Linked DNA regions of Ovis aries: region 2 is linked to region 1. The links are chromatin contacts, called in public Hi-C maps. All regions are on one chromosome and are shown on one strand. The core of a region is the stretch at or near the end of the contact, and the rest is flanking DNA. Distances in the headings are between cores, read along the strand shown.

The links. Hi-C and Micro-C count contacts between places; a contact is called where the count stands out from the background.
Region 2: a contact with region 1 is called in a Hi-C map of tail adipose tissue, with 5 times the contacts expected there. The contact joins the promoter of ST7L here to the promoter of CTTNBP2NL in region 1. A contact is called at or near these places in 5 of 16 Hi-C or Micro-C datasets (hypothalamus, liver, retroperitoneal adipose tissue and 2 more).

The regions. Positions count from the first base shown.
Region 1 is chr1:89,836,925-89,844,077 of ARS-UI_Ramb_v3.0, forward strand. CTTNBP2NL (CTTNBP2 N-terminal like) reads left to right here and starts at 5,577. Exons shown (of 5, transcript XM_042252468.2): 1 at 5,577-5,661. It overlaps LOC121817627 (a long non-coding RNA gene), which reads right to left and starts at 1,671. Exons shown (of 13, transcript XR_009599911.1): 1 at 1,550-1,671.
Region 2 is chr1:90,015,977-90,023,114 of ARS-UI_Ramb_v3.0, forward strand. It overlaps ST7L (suppression of tumorigenicity 7 like), which reads right to left and starts at 4,962. Exons shown (of 13, transcript XR_006060391.2): 1 at 4,737-4,962; 2 at 3,020-3,102. CAPZA1 (capping actin protein of muscle Z-line subunit alpha 1) reads left to right here and starts at 5,697. Exons shown (of 10, transcript XM_004002331.5): 1 at 5,697-5,748. The coding sequence starts at 5,710.

The sequences.
Region 1 (7,153 bases), core at 4,327-6,826:
GAAAGAGAGGGGGAAAAGTTAACCGTTAACGAATTAAGTCAACTTACCAATAAAAAACAGTAGCCAGCTGATAGCTCCTGCCCCCTGCCCGCCATGAGTCTGCATGAACACTTGGAAATAGCAACCAAAACATGAATCCCATCATACATAACATCAACTCATCATCAGGTATGTGCTTCTCAATTATAATTTAATAATTTCAAAGATTAAAATGAAAATGAAAACTTGAGATTCATCCAAAGGGACATACAGTATTCTTCCAGGGACCTATGACTAACCTGTACTTTGGGGATGAAGGGAGGGGATTAAATTGACTCAAATCTTTGGAAACTTTGCTGGGTGATTTGGGAACTCCATGATTTTTCTCATCTATTTCCAGGAATTTTCTATCTGAGCTAGACTGTACCCCATTTACCTTCCCTTTTTACCCCTCAGTGAGCTAGCTGTGTGTGCCCCATCCAGGCCCATCAGCTTTAGGGGAACATGTGAATTCCACAGAGGATGAGGGAGATGGGACTCAGGGTCCTCTGGGTACTCTTCCCAAGGCCCCTAACAGCAATCTGTTGTGTGGTTCCCAGGGACTGCCCTGTTATGGGTCTCTCCACGCAAACTGTCCTAGGATCCAATGGCCTATGGCCTTGGATTTTTCATTGCCATCCTATGTCAGGAGCCTATCTGTGGATCTGGAGATCCAAAAAACCCACACGGCCCTAGTTTCCTGGTCCTGGGGAAGGGCTGCGAGGCAGTGCCAGTAATGGCAAGAACAGTGAATCACAGGGTGCTGGGCCCAGTCCACCTCCACCACCCACAGCTCCATGAGGCAATGGTGGAATGGAAACAGCTGGCACTGAAGACCGGAGGACCTACTCTTTGATCTCAGGCAAGCTCCTCAGTGACCCCTTTCTTAAACTACCTAAATCTCAGTGATCTCATCAATAAGTTATTATGATTTTTTTTTTTAAAGATTTGCTGAGAGGATGAAAAGAAATAATGTGCCTGGTGTGAAGTAGGCACTAAATAAGTGGTCGATGTCATTATCATCATATTGTTATGTGACCTTTGGCAAGACGCTTAACCTCCATGAACTTGCTTTCTTTCTCTTTTTTAAGATTAATTTATTTTTGGCTGTGTCGGGTCTTAGCCGCAGCACGTGGGCTCTTTTGTTGCAGCGCTCAGACTGCATAGTTGTCGCATGAGCTTAGCTGCCCCACGCCATGTGTGTGGGCTCTTGGTTCCCTGACCAGGGATCAAACCTGTGTCCCGGAAGTGGATTCTTAACCGCTGGACCGCCAAGGAAGTCCCTGAACTTGCTTTCATGTGAAACATGGGAATGATAATTATCTCCTAAGATGATCACAAAGGAATAGATGGATTATATATGTAAAGATTACAAGGATGATACACGTAATATATGTAAAGCACCAGTACAGTGCCTGGTACATAGGAGACCCACAATGTTAGATTTCTTTTTCTTTCCCAGCCTCCCTCTGTGAAGTCCAAGGTAAGAGTTTCCTGGCTCTCTCATGGTCAAGCTGGCCCCAACACTTACCTAAAAACCAGAAGAATCTGTCCCTAAAGGGGGTTTTTCCCAACCTGCTGCGCTCTCAGCTCACGCCCTTAAAAGGAAAAACCGTCCAGTGAGAGGCGCTCCGCGGAGTGCGCTGGGGCAGCCAAGAGGGAAGCCGACGACCGCAGGACTCGTCGCTCAGCACTAGGGGGCGCAATAAGATCGAGAACACAGTGAGGGCCACACCCAGAAACTTCTCAGCTTCCCCTGTGCTCTAGTCGGTCGAGGGATCCTAAGTGAAAGAACCTTAAGGACTACTCAGAAAGGCCTTTGTGGGAACAAGTTATGGGAGAAAACGTAGGGAGTCATGCAGACAGCACACCAGCCTTCCCACTTAAGCCTGGTCCCAGCAGAAAGAGCTCTCTCAGGCTTCTATGTTGCGACCTCAGGATCCCCTCTTGGAGAAGCCAGATGGGGGCTCATAAGGAACCAGAAGGTAGGAAGAGCCAAGCCAGGTCACTTTTCCCAGTCACTCCAACTTTCACATCTAGCTCACCCAGCATCTTAGTAAGTCCAAGTGGGTCACAGCTAGAAGGAGTCTTACAGAGCCCCAGATGGTCAACCAACCCTTAGATGTTCAGCTGCAGGGCTCGGGCCCAGAGAGGAGAAAGAGCTTGAGCAAGATCTCCAAATAGTTTATCATCCCTCATAGAATTTACCAAATACTTTCATGCCCATCATCTCACTTGGATAGTCACAACCACTTGAAGGAACTGATTCCATTTAAGAAATGAGGAAACTGAGGCTCAGGTAAGTGCCAATAGCTCGCCTCTTCCCTGCTGTTTTCATTTGCCACCCACTGTTCTCTTCTCTCTTGCCTTCCCCAGAAGATTGCTATTCATCTCCAAGTATTCCAAAAATCAAATTTAAAAATATTCGTTGCATTCCCTGTCTTCCTAACCCATCTCGTATGATGGAGACATGATAGAGCATAGTAATTATGAGGGTGGACTTAGGAGTCAGATCTGAGTAAATATTCCATGTTCATCTCTTATGAATTCCATGACCATGGACCTCTTTGCGCCTCAATTTCGTTATCTGTAAAACAGGAATATTCACATCTCGCTCCTGGAATTCTTTTAAGGGTTAAATGAGATGTACTCCGAAGCATTTTCATAGTGCCTGCCATATAGTAAAGGCTTGAGAAATGCTTCTAGCATATATAATTATCATACAATTATAGAACTGAAACGCTCTTTAGGAATCAGGTTGCTAATTTCATGCTATTACCAGTGAAGCTAAATGCAGTTAAGTTGGGGGCGTTACTTTGTGAAGTAGTTTTGCACACAGGTTTGAATGTTTTCCATCCCTGCCCCCCTCCAAATCCTCAGAATGTGAACTTTCTTTGAAATGAGATATTTGCAGATGTAATGAGCTAAGATGAGGTCATACTAGATTAGGATGACTTCTAAATCCAGTATGACTGTTATCCTTAGAAGAAGAGGAGAAGACAGAGGCATTAAGTCACAGAGGGGGAAATGCCATGTGAAGACAGAAGCAGAGAATAACACAATTCAGCTACAAGCCAAGGATTTCCAGGAACCCTCATAAGCTAGGAGAGCAGGGTGACCCTCCATAAGCCCACTCCCACCAACACCCCTCACCAAGGAACCAACCTTGTCAAAACCTTAATTTCAGACTCCTAGCCTCCTCACTGAGAGAGAATACATCTCTGTTATTTTAAATCACCCCATTTAAGGTCAGTTGTCACAGCAGCCCTAAGAAACTACAGTTTGTGACAGGGAGAACTCCAGCAGAACTCACAAATTTTTCTTTTACATTTCCAGTCTAGCCCTCTTTTACTCTATCATTGCCTTCCCCAAACCAGCAATAAACATTCATGGTACACCTACCTAAGATGTTTACTCATTTGGAGAAAAACTAACACACACTATACTCTTTAGTGCTTCTTACTAAATTGTTACCTGACATACAGTAGGCATTTAATAAATACTACTGGCATGTTGATACAATAATAGATATAAAAATAGTATGTTGTGTTATACAACTTTAGGAAATTATTACAAACCCCCTTTCTACCTCTGTACACCTGTGTGCCAGACTCTAATTTATTTAGACATTTTATACATTTGAAGAATCATTGAACTTCAAATTCACAGGCTCTGGCCATGCACTAGCTCCAGGGGTGATGAATTAAAAGGATAATAATCTGAATACCCTCAGGACTCAATCCTACCAGGCAGGGATGACCTCATTCTTGCTGGGTCCTCCCACACTCACTGAGGAAAGTCAGCAAGAGCTCAGAAAATCTGGGGAGCCGCCAGTTGCTCTGAAGGAAGTAGGTGCCAGGTCAACCTGGGAGTAGAATGGGTAATGGTGGGTTAACAAAGGGAAGGAGGGGAGGAGGGGTGAGCTGATTCACTGGGACAACTCTTACAGTGACTCAGAAGCCAGCAGAAAATAGCCTGTTCTGCATCTGCCTCACTGTCGGGCAATGAGGCACTTCCTCATTGCACACCCAGAAGGCAGGGCAAAAGGGCGGAGGAGGAAATGGAATTTTTCAAATTCGTGGGCCTAGTCCAGCACTGAAACTCTGTTTTTAACCATTCCAGACATTTTGTTTCAAGTGAAGTCAGTATTTGTTGAACACCTACTATGTCCCTGGCCCTTCATCTTGCCTTTCAGAACACAGGGAATGATGTCTTTCTGAAGTTCTGAATTTCCTATTTGTTACTTCAGAAGCATCTGAGCTGCTGTGAAGCCCTTCAGTACAGTCCTCTTGTCCTTCAAATATACATACAGAGGACATTCTCAAGCCAGCAGTCAATAGAGGGAGACATGGAGCCCATTTCTGTTTCTAATGCTAGTTGGAGGTCATCCAGACTCACTCTCTGAACCAGCCCTCCTCCTGAAAGCCAAGTGTATAGAGAGCAGAATATAGCACAGAGTTGGAATCCACATCCTTGTTGGAAGGTCTTTGTTTTCCATTTACTAGTTCTATGGCTTTACTTGATTTCTCTGAATTTCTCTCTTCTCTGTAAAATAGGCACCAATGGTCTATCTTACAGGTTAGGAAAGATATTACATTTGTGTGCGTATGTGTGCATGCCTGCGCAGCTGTGTTCGACTCTTTGAGACCCTATGGACTGTAGCCCACCAGGCTTCTCTGTCCATGAAATTCTCCAGGCAAGAATACTGGCGTGGGTAGCTGTTCCTTTTTGCAGGGGATCTTCCCAACCCAGGGATCAAATTCATGTCTCCTGTGTGAAGATTAAATATCATTATATGAAAATAACTTGCAGGAATGGCAACCTAGACAGCATATTAAAAAGCAGAGACATTACTTTGCCAACAAAAGTCCATCTAGTCAAAGCTATGGTCTTTTCCAGTAGTCATGTATGGATGTGAGAGTTGGACTATAAAGAAACCTGAGCACCAAAGAATTGATGCTTTTGAACTGTGGTGTTGGAGAAGACTCTTGAGAGTCCCTTGGACTGCAAGAAGATCCAACCAGTCCATCCTAAAGGAGATCAGTCCTGAATATTCATTGGAAGGACTGATGCTGAAGCTGAAACTCCAATACTTTGTCTACCTGATGTGAACTACTGACTCATTTGAAAAGACCCTGATGCTGGGAAAGAGTGAAGGCAGGAGAAGGGGACGACAGAAGATGAGATGGTTGGATGTCATCACCAACTCGATGGACATCTGTTTGAGAAGCTCCAGGAGTTGGTGATGGACAGGGATTCCTGGCATGGGGTCGGACACAACTGAGCGACTGAACTGAATGGCATTAATAGGGCTTCCCAGGTGGCTCAGTGGTAAAGAATCCACCTGCCAGTGCAAGAGACAAGGGTTTGATCTTTGAGTGGGGAAGATCCCCTGGAGGAGGAAATGGCAACACAATCCAGCATTCTTGCCAGGAAAATCCCATGGACAAAGGAGCCTGGTGGACTACAATCCATGCAGTTACAAAAGCGTCAGACCTGACTGAGCACTTATGCAACAAAATGGCATTAATACTGGTTTACTTCCTTCGAACTTCCCTATGTTTGCCGACTGACTACATCCCTCCACCTGACTGCAAACTGCGTGTGGACAGAGCTGGATCTGTCTTGAGACAGTCTGCCTAGGTGAGTAGGAGGCCTCACTACTGCTTTGCTTAATAATAATTGTTAATATTAGAAATAATACATTGAAATTAATTCATATTACTTGTGCATTATAAATAATTGTAAGCATGTATTATATTTAAAGCAATGTGATTATTATTCGTTTAACCAGTTGAACTGGAATCCGTGAAAGGGATAAAGAAATCCAGAAACTTTGACCTCAGGAAGGGATGCACCCTCGCCCTTCTCTGGGTTATTTGGTGCTGGAGGGCTTAGTGCGGGGCTTCCCAGGTGGCTCAGCGGTAAAGAATCCACCTGCAATGCAGGAGATGCGGGTTCGATCTCTGGATCAGAAAGATGCCCTGGAGGAGGAAATGGCAACCCACTCCAGTATTCTTGCCTGGAAAAGTCGATGGACAGAAAAGCCTGGCGGACCCATTGCGTCACAAAAGAGTCGGAGGTGACTTAGCGACTAAACAAGGGCTTGCTGCCACCAGATCTGCATTCCTGTGTTCACGAGGGACAGACATTCCTTGCATCCTCTACTGTCCTTTGTCCCAGCAGGGCTGCGGCAGCCTACAGTACAATGGGGCCAAAGACACAAAAATTCTCATTTGGAAAACAGCGTAGAAAACACTGACACACAGAAATTTTATTCATTCGATTTCTACCTGGAAAGGAAGTCGGGTTGGAAAGCTACCCGGCGTCTCCACTCCAGGGGTTCCAGGGGCTCCAGAAGCTACTATTCTCTTCCAAATATAATGTGAAAAGAGGGGTCTCTGGGTTTTTCATCTTTGCTCCCTTCTCTAGCACACGCTTTGTCCCCCTCTCCCCCGCCCCCCGCCAAAAAAAAAAAAAAAAGTGTGTCGGGGGGTAGAACAGGCAAGCCACGTTACCAGGTTTTCAACAGCAGGTTTTCTAAACACCAGAGCGCACTTCATTTATTAACATTTTGGATGAAACGTTAATGTGCCCAGTCAGTCAGGACACCCGAAACCCATTCCTGAGCTTCCCGTACAACGAGGGTACACACGAAGCACTCGCCACCATCTGGTCCCGAAAGCCCATAGAAGGTGGAAAGTTGCAGAATCCGGGCCCGGAGGGGCGCAAGCCCACCCCGAGCCGGGGCAGGAGGACTGAGCTTCCTCCCGGAAGTGACGCGAGCTCAATCCCAGCTTGGCTCTCCCCAAACAAAAGGGATCTTGGGGCCCCGGGAGGAGCCTAAATGACATTGGAGAAGCCCCTCCTCCAGCCGGCGCGGATTGGTTTCGGGGTTGGAGAGGCGAGGAGGCCATTGGCTCTGCCGAATGCCAGTGCCCCCGCCTGGCTGTTGAGGGGCGGGGCCTCGAGGGGCTGTGGATGGAGAGGGTGGCGGAGGCGGCAGGGAGAGGAACCTTGAGCGCCGGGAAAAGGTAGGAGCCGTTGGCGCCGGGGCTTGGCGGCGGCTGGGAGGCCAGGTTCTCGAAAGAAAAACAGGGGTAGAACCGCCGGTGTCCTCCCGCCACCGTACCAG
Region 2 (7,138 bases), core at 3,712-6,211, 180 kb after region 1:
GTAAATAAAGCATTTAAAAAACAGTAAGTGTCTAAGCTATTAATAATATGTTATGTTACAATGTCATTTTAGTCTATCTGTAGCACAACTAAAAGAAAAATAATTTTGAAACAACTAGTATGATGTGCTTTGGAGAAGGCGATGGCACCCCACTCCAGTACTCTTGCCTGGAAAACCCCATGGATGGAGGAGCCTGGTAGGCTGCGGTCCCTGGGGTCGCAAAGAGTCCGACACGACTGAGCGACTTCCCTTTCACTTTTCACTTTCATGCATTGGAGGAGGAAATGGCAACCCACTCCAGTGTTCTTGCCTGGAGAATCCCAGGGACGGGGGAGCCTGGTGGGCTGCCGTCTATGGGGTCACACAGAGTCAGACACGACTGAAGCGACTCAGCAGCAGCAGCAGCAGTATGATGTGCTTAACCACTAGACTAGGGTTAGAATGCCCACAGTGACTTCCAATTCAGCCATACTTTAGCTGTGTGTTTTGTGTAAGTCACTTAAATTCTCAGAGCCTCAATGTCCTATCGAGCAAATGGGGTTGACAAGAATTAGAAGTTCTTCTGAACAATAGAGTATTAATCCAGTATTTGGCAGTACTATTAATGTAGGTTAAGAGTCAGGTTGTTTCCCATACTGAACAGTTTATCACCATTATAAGAGGCAATCGAAAGCAGCTCTCTGTGTTGAATTAGCAGAGTGTTTCATATTTGGATATTCCAGCCTTTTCAACTCCCTTTGCTGGCTTCTTTGGGTGTGAGCTTAAACGACATGTCCAAAGGGAATTTTTCCTGATTCCACAGAATGGAAAACTATTTTATGCACTCCCATAGGCTCTTTTTTTCTTTTCAGAGTAATCTTTGTACTCATAATAACTAAACAACTGGCTTTGCTGCTATTCTTCAAGCTCCCAAGCATACAACCTCTTCAGGTAGAAATAACACAGCACAACTAGCTTCCTCATTTCAGGTGGTAGAAGAAATTATAAATAAACTTTGCTAATAAAAACTCATCAATATTTCAAGGGTAATGACACAGTTCAACCTTTAAAATGTTACTTGAATTCCTAATTTTTATAAATTTAAAACTCTGATTTGAAAAAAGTAACAAATTTTAAAAACTGTTTTACATATTATATGTTATGAATCAATATTATATATATATGTGTGTGTGTGTGTCTAAGTTTTCTCCCCTCCTTATGAATGAGAAAATTAGGACTCAATTCATGTTACTTGCCCAAATGGCAGAGTCAAGACTCAAAACTACATCTGCTGGTTCCAAGACCAGTGCTTTTTCCACTATATCAGCTGTTTAAATATAGTTTATCTCCTTTATTTAGATTTTTATCAGTTTAGTTCAGTCGCTCAGTCGTGTCCCACTCTTTGTGACCCCATGGACTGCAGCATGCCAGGCCTCCCTGTCCCTCACAAACTTCCAGGGTTTACTCAAACTCATGTACATTGAGTCGGTGATATTATCCAACCATCTCATCCTCTGTCATCCCCTTCTCCTCCCGCCTTCAATCTTTCCTAGCATCAGGGTCTTTTCAAATGAGTCAGTTCTTTCCATCAGGTGGCCAAAGTATTGGAGTTTCAGCTTCAACGTCAGTCCTTCCAATGAATATTCAGAACTGATTTCTTTTAGGATGGACTGGTTAGGTCTCCTTGCAGTTTATTCTATGGCAAAATATGCTAAATTATGAAAAGGTTTCATCCAGAATTCAACAATTTTTTTTAAGTCAAGAGAAAAGTCTCTTTTTCATCTGACATTTCTCTTTAACAAAATGGTAAAGTGTCCCTATAGGAAAAAAAAAAAAACAAACCTCCAATACAAATGCTATTATTTTTACATTTCTACTATAGTTACAGAGCACCACCTAGAGATGAGAAAAAATTCAGAAAAATTTCATTCGCCATGCATGCCATAATACTTCCTAAGATTTTTATCTGTAGCAGTATTTTTCCAAAGTTGATTCTAGGAAATACTAGCTCCTAAGGATATTAATAAAGATTACAAAATTTTTAAAAATCTTTTTAAATTAAAAATGATACCATGGTTAAATAAAGCAAGAGGAAACTGAATTAAACAGGTTTTTGTGTAATTTCTTAGAATAACATGGCCAAAATTCATCAAGTGCTACTATGTTGTTGCAAGTTTTCACACACATTATCTCATTTAATCCTCATAACTGTGAAACTGATACTATTTTTTTTTTTTTGCCAAATCAGGCAGCTCATGGGATCTTAAGGTTCTGGACCAGGGATCCAACCTGGCCTTCAGCAGTCAAACCAGGGAGCCCTAAACCAATGGACCACAAGGGAATTCCCAAATTGATACTATTATAATCCCCAATGTATAGATGAGGAAATTGGAGCTTTAGAAAAGTTAATTCACTTGCTTGAAGTCACACAACTAAAGTGATGGTTAGTCTAGTTTCCAAACTCTACTCTTAAGCACTCTAGAGAGATAAAACACTCTAGGCAGGTAGACTATAAGCCCAATTCAAGACACATATAAATTTTTAGTCTGCTCAATGTTGCCAGCATTAAAGTACTGGAAAACTTAAGATAAAAACTTTACATCCAGGTTTTCTTGAAATCATTTGAAAAAACTGAAAGTTCTAGTAATACGGTCTGCAAATCTACATGGCAACAATTATCTAGAAGGACCATAGCCTTTTCTAGAAGGAACATGTACTGTCCAGATTATCGAGTCTTCAAAGTAAATAAAAATTTTATTTTTTACACTCTGCCCATTTTACTCATTTTTGTTACTACGCCAAGCTTATGAGCATTTAGTTGGGGAATTCGCCTCCCGCTACACTCCCCACAACATACAGTCTTTTATATACAAATGAATACTACCAATCTCTAAAAGTAGAGAGGAGGTTGCAGTGTTTTTTAAAATGTTTTCACATTTTAAGAATGCTAATCTATAAGTATTTATAATTATTATAACCATTTAAAGAGATTTGATTTTTAGATAAACACCAAAGCATGAAGGAAATGGAAACTACTTACAAATATTAGTCCTGATATTAGAGAAGATGTCCCTGTAAGTGCCACATAGAATCTGGGTGTCAATGAATTTAAAAATACTGTCACTGCCAAAAAAAAACAAAAAACAAAAAAAAACACAAATCAACGTTTAAAAGTATTGAAGTTACAAATATGTAGGTGTCTTTATGAGTGGAGGAATATAAGTAGATTAATATCTAGTATGAGATTCATTTGAAAAAGTTGTAACTTTTTAAAATGCTACTTTGCATTCTCATTGTATCATATCTTAAAAATGCCTTCACACATGTAAGGAGATCATTTAGCTTCCTGTTGAGAATAAAACCAAGAACATCATAATTTAGACAAGAACTTTTGCAGTTCCACCACATATATTACAAAGGAGGATTAAAACTATTTTCTAATTATTTTGGTGACATCCAAATCAGTGTTTCAAATTAGAGAGAAGGAAATAGTGTAGTATTTGACAGGTCACCTAGAGAAGCAAAATAGCCCAAAGAGAACAGCACACTAAATGGTTCCTATATCTGATTCACTGAAAACCTGGACCAGACTCTTCACTTCAAATAACAGTCTCATAAATACTTTGGGTTTTAGAAAGAAATAAAAATCTGTAAAGTCACTGACTCTCAGCTGAATGGCATATCTAATTAATACGTAAAAAAAAAAAGAACTCAATGAGTAACATTTCACTGAGCGTACAAACCACTAGTAAACACTTCATTAACCTGTAACACCAAATTAGCTTTTTCAAACAGTCTAGGAAGGTCAATTTATCTAGCTTGTTTTAGTGTGTTAGTTGTCTCTGGATTTACATACTCAGTTCTTAAAAAGTCCAAATATTTCAGAATATTATCTCAGTCTTTCATGTTATCTCACAGAATAGAAAACGGAACACTTGCCTCCTCTTTCTACAGAAAAATAAAACAGCACTGACAGACAAAATCGTCACACAATAGAAATATTCACTTTAATCTGAGGTTGCCGATTTGTAATGACATGGTAAGAGGCCCTGGCTCGCATCCACTCTGACCCGGCTACAGCTAAAGGATATTTGCAGAATCCAAGGGATCGTCACCTCTTAGATGTCTTTGGGTCTTCAGCCCACACTACACAGCAAGCTCTCTACCAATGTTGAAAGAAAGAACTAAGGAAAGTACCCACTACTGTTTGTGGCTCTCTTTCTCTTTACTTCCCGTATTGTTCTATTTTATTACTCAAGATAAAGCCTAAAACAGAGAACGGACAAAAATATATCGGAAACTATTTCTTGACAACGCTATTTTAAAACATGAGAATAGTTGGCTACGATCGTGATGTTTTCTGTTAGATGTTTTGTTGTCTGGGTGTGGGTTCTCTCAGCTGAGTGGCGGGAGACTCAAAGGGTGTACATAAATTCTGCATCCAGGTCTGAAATTGCTCTCATCTGTCCTATCACCTGAAGCTTACAGCTTGTCAGATGGTTTCTCTTAGGGCGCAAGAGGGCACACGAGAGAGGGCGGATCTTAAGAGTTCCGGGAGGAGCCGGCGGCTGCAGCTCAAGTTTGACAATCAGCTGCGGCCTCAGAGAAAAAGAATCCACTCGGTCGCTTAAACTAACTCATTCTCTGAGGCCCTCCAGTGATAAGGAAATCTCAGCGCTTTGGCCTTTGCCCCCGACACCTCTAACTGCCCCCTACCCGGACCGCCGCCCGTCCCCGGGGAGCTCTGGGCCTCTCACCCGCTGCCAAATTGTCACACAGCCTCAGCGGGACCCTCAGAGCGTAAAGCAGCCCCAGCCCCGCCACGAACCACAGTGAGGCCCCAATCCCCGCCAGACCAGCCCGCAGCCGCTCCCTCCAGCCCAGCGGCGGGCTTAAGCCGGGAACAGGGGCAGGAGGAGACGCTGCAGCAATCGCTGCTTCACCTAAGCCGTCACTGTCCGCCATCTTGCCGCTCCCGCTAGCGCCGGGAGTTGGGAGGGGAGAAGGGCAGGAAAGCGGGAGTCGGGAATCCTGGGATAGTGGCGGACCTAAAGTTGGTCTCCGTGAAAACTGATAGTCCCAGGGAACGGGGACGAAGACCTGGAAAGTGGAGGAACGCCCCAGGACTGAGCTACCTATTCCTTCCGAGGGAGGGAAAGGGCGGATGGCGGCACCTATTCTGGAGGAACTGAACTGTGACCCCCGGAGTGAAGTGTTTTAGCCTCCAGACGAATAAGGATCGCCTTCCACCCCATTCCTAGGGTTGAAAAACCCACCAACCGTTCCAGAGTCCGAGCAGCACTAAGCCCTTTGGGCTCGGCTATCATGGAGAGCACTGATACTGGGAAAATCTACAGGAGTAGCGACGGCAATTTGGTCGGCTGGAGCTCGGGCGCCAATACCAGTCAAAACACTCTCCCAACGTCCCATAGATGAATAGGGAAATGGCTGCAGCTCTGGCAATTCCAGTCGAAACACGCTCCCAACGTCCCCAAAATAAGTGGGGAAATGAATGTAACTCAGTGAGAAAGACAGATTTAAAATTAAAGTTAGCCGACTTCCTTGGGCGCCGAGGCCCGGGGCCATCACCCCCGCCCGTAACTGACATGGCGCTCTCGCGGTCGGCGTTTCCGGGCGGGTCCTTCCGACGCCCCTCGCTGTGATTCCATCACTCGGCTTTCTTCCCAGCCTCCTTCGCGCCAGGGCCGGGCTGGGCCAGAGCAGCCCAAGATGGCCGACTTCGAGGATCGGGTGTCGGATGAGGAGAAGGTAAGGGGTTCGCCTCTCTCTCTTGCCTCTTCCCGGGACAGGGCAGGGAGGCCCGACCTGACTGGGGTGGGAACCCCGGCAGTGCACTCAGGAGAAGAAAGCTTCTCGGTCTGTGCCGGCATACCGTCCCCGCAGTCGGGACGTTTCGCTGCCCTTTTAGGGGCTTTCGTCTGCCTCACGGTGGCCCCAGTTCCCCATTCCTCAACTCTCTTTTACTCCTGGGCCTGAGGCACAACCTGGTGACCTTCCTGCGAGAGAAGAGACCTTCCGTTATTGAACTGTGACTGTGGACCTTTTTTGTATTTGAGAAAGGGGACGATGATGATGTCGCGACGAATCAAGAAGCAATTATTTTACCGCCTTCAGCGGTTGGGGCTCACCCCATCCCCCCATTTTTAGATATGATTGGGGCTAGTTTAGGGCGAGTCACTTCCTGGTCAGGGTGGCCTCTTAACTTCCCTTTTGCTCCTCCTTCCTCAGGAAGTGATTTTGCTGTCACGACTCCTCGACAGGGAGAGGTCTCTAATATATCGGCCACCTATCCTCCTACACCTCTTTTCCCACATACTACCGGCTAAACTAACTCGCGGTAATAAATGTGTAAGGCTCAGGGACATTGGCTTCAGAATCTGAACACGCTTTTCTCTGTAACACTCCTTTGATTGTACGTATACGGCCCCCGCGGTGACTCTGTCCCTTGCGTCTTTTAACGATAATTTTTGAAAAACAGTTTTCGACTTTTTTCTTAACAAGATTAGCCAACGAATTCTTTCTTTTTTAACTCCAGAAAGGTTTTATGTCGCACATAAACAATATTAACACATGCAAGTCTGGACAAAGCTTCCTGCTTTCTTTGGTGCTCCACTGTGATGTCTTTGATTATAGTTGAACTTGTCAGTGTGTAATTTGTATGCTTTTTTTTTTTTTCTGTATGCTTATTTCTTTAAGAGTGTCTTAAGTACAAGAGAATATTCCACCTTAGGTGGAATAATTTTTTTCCTGACAACTGCAAACTTTTCATAACAGTTTGTCAGGCTTTTCAGTAAATAGGTTAAAGATTTTAGAACTTGTGAATATTACAATGATTTCATAACATAATTCGTAGTAGGACAAGGAATTTCCCACAGTGACTCTTAAAAAATGTATATCTCTGAATGCTCTGTAAATGTATCTGGGTTTTCTTGGACTGTTTATGATCCAAGAGTCCTCTGTGTGGAATAACTTGATATATCATATACACCATGCCATTCTGAAATGCTGAAGAAAGCGCTGAACATTCACAAGCCATTGAACAACACTTCAGATTAGATTTTCTCTTACTTGGAAATTGATTCTCATAAATGTAAGATATAGCGGGGCAAGGACATTTTATACTGTATGTGAACTTACG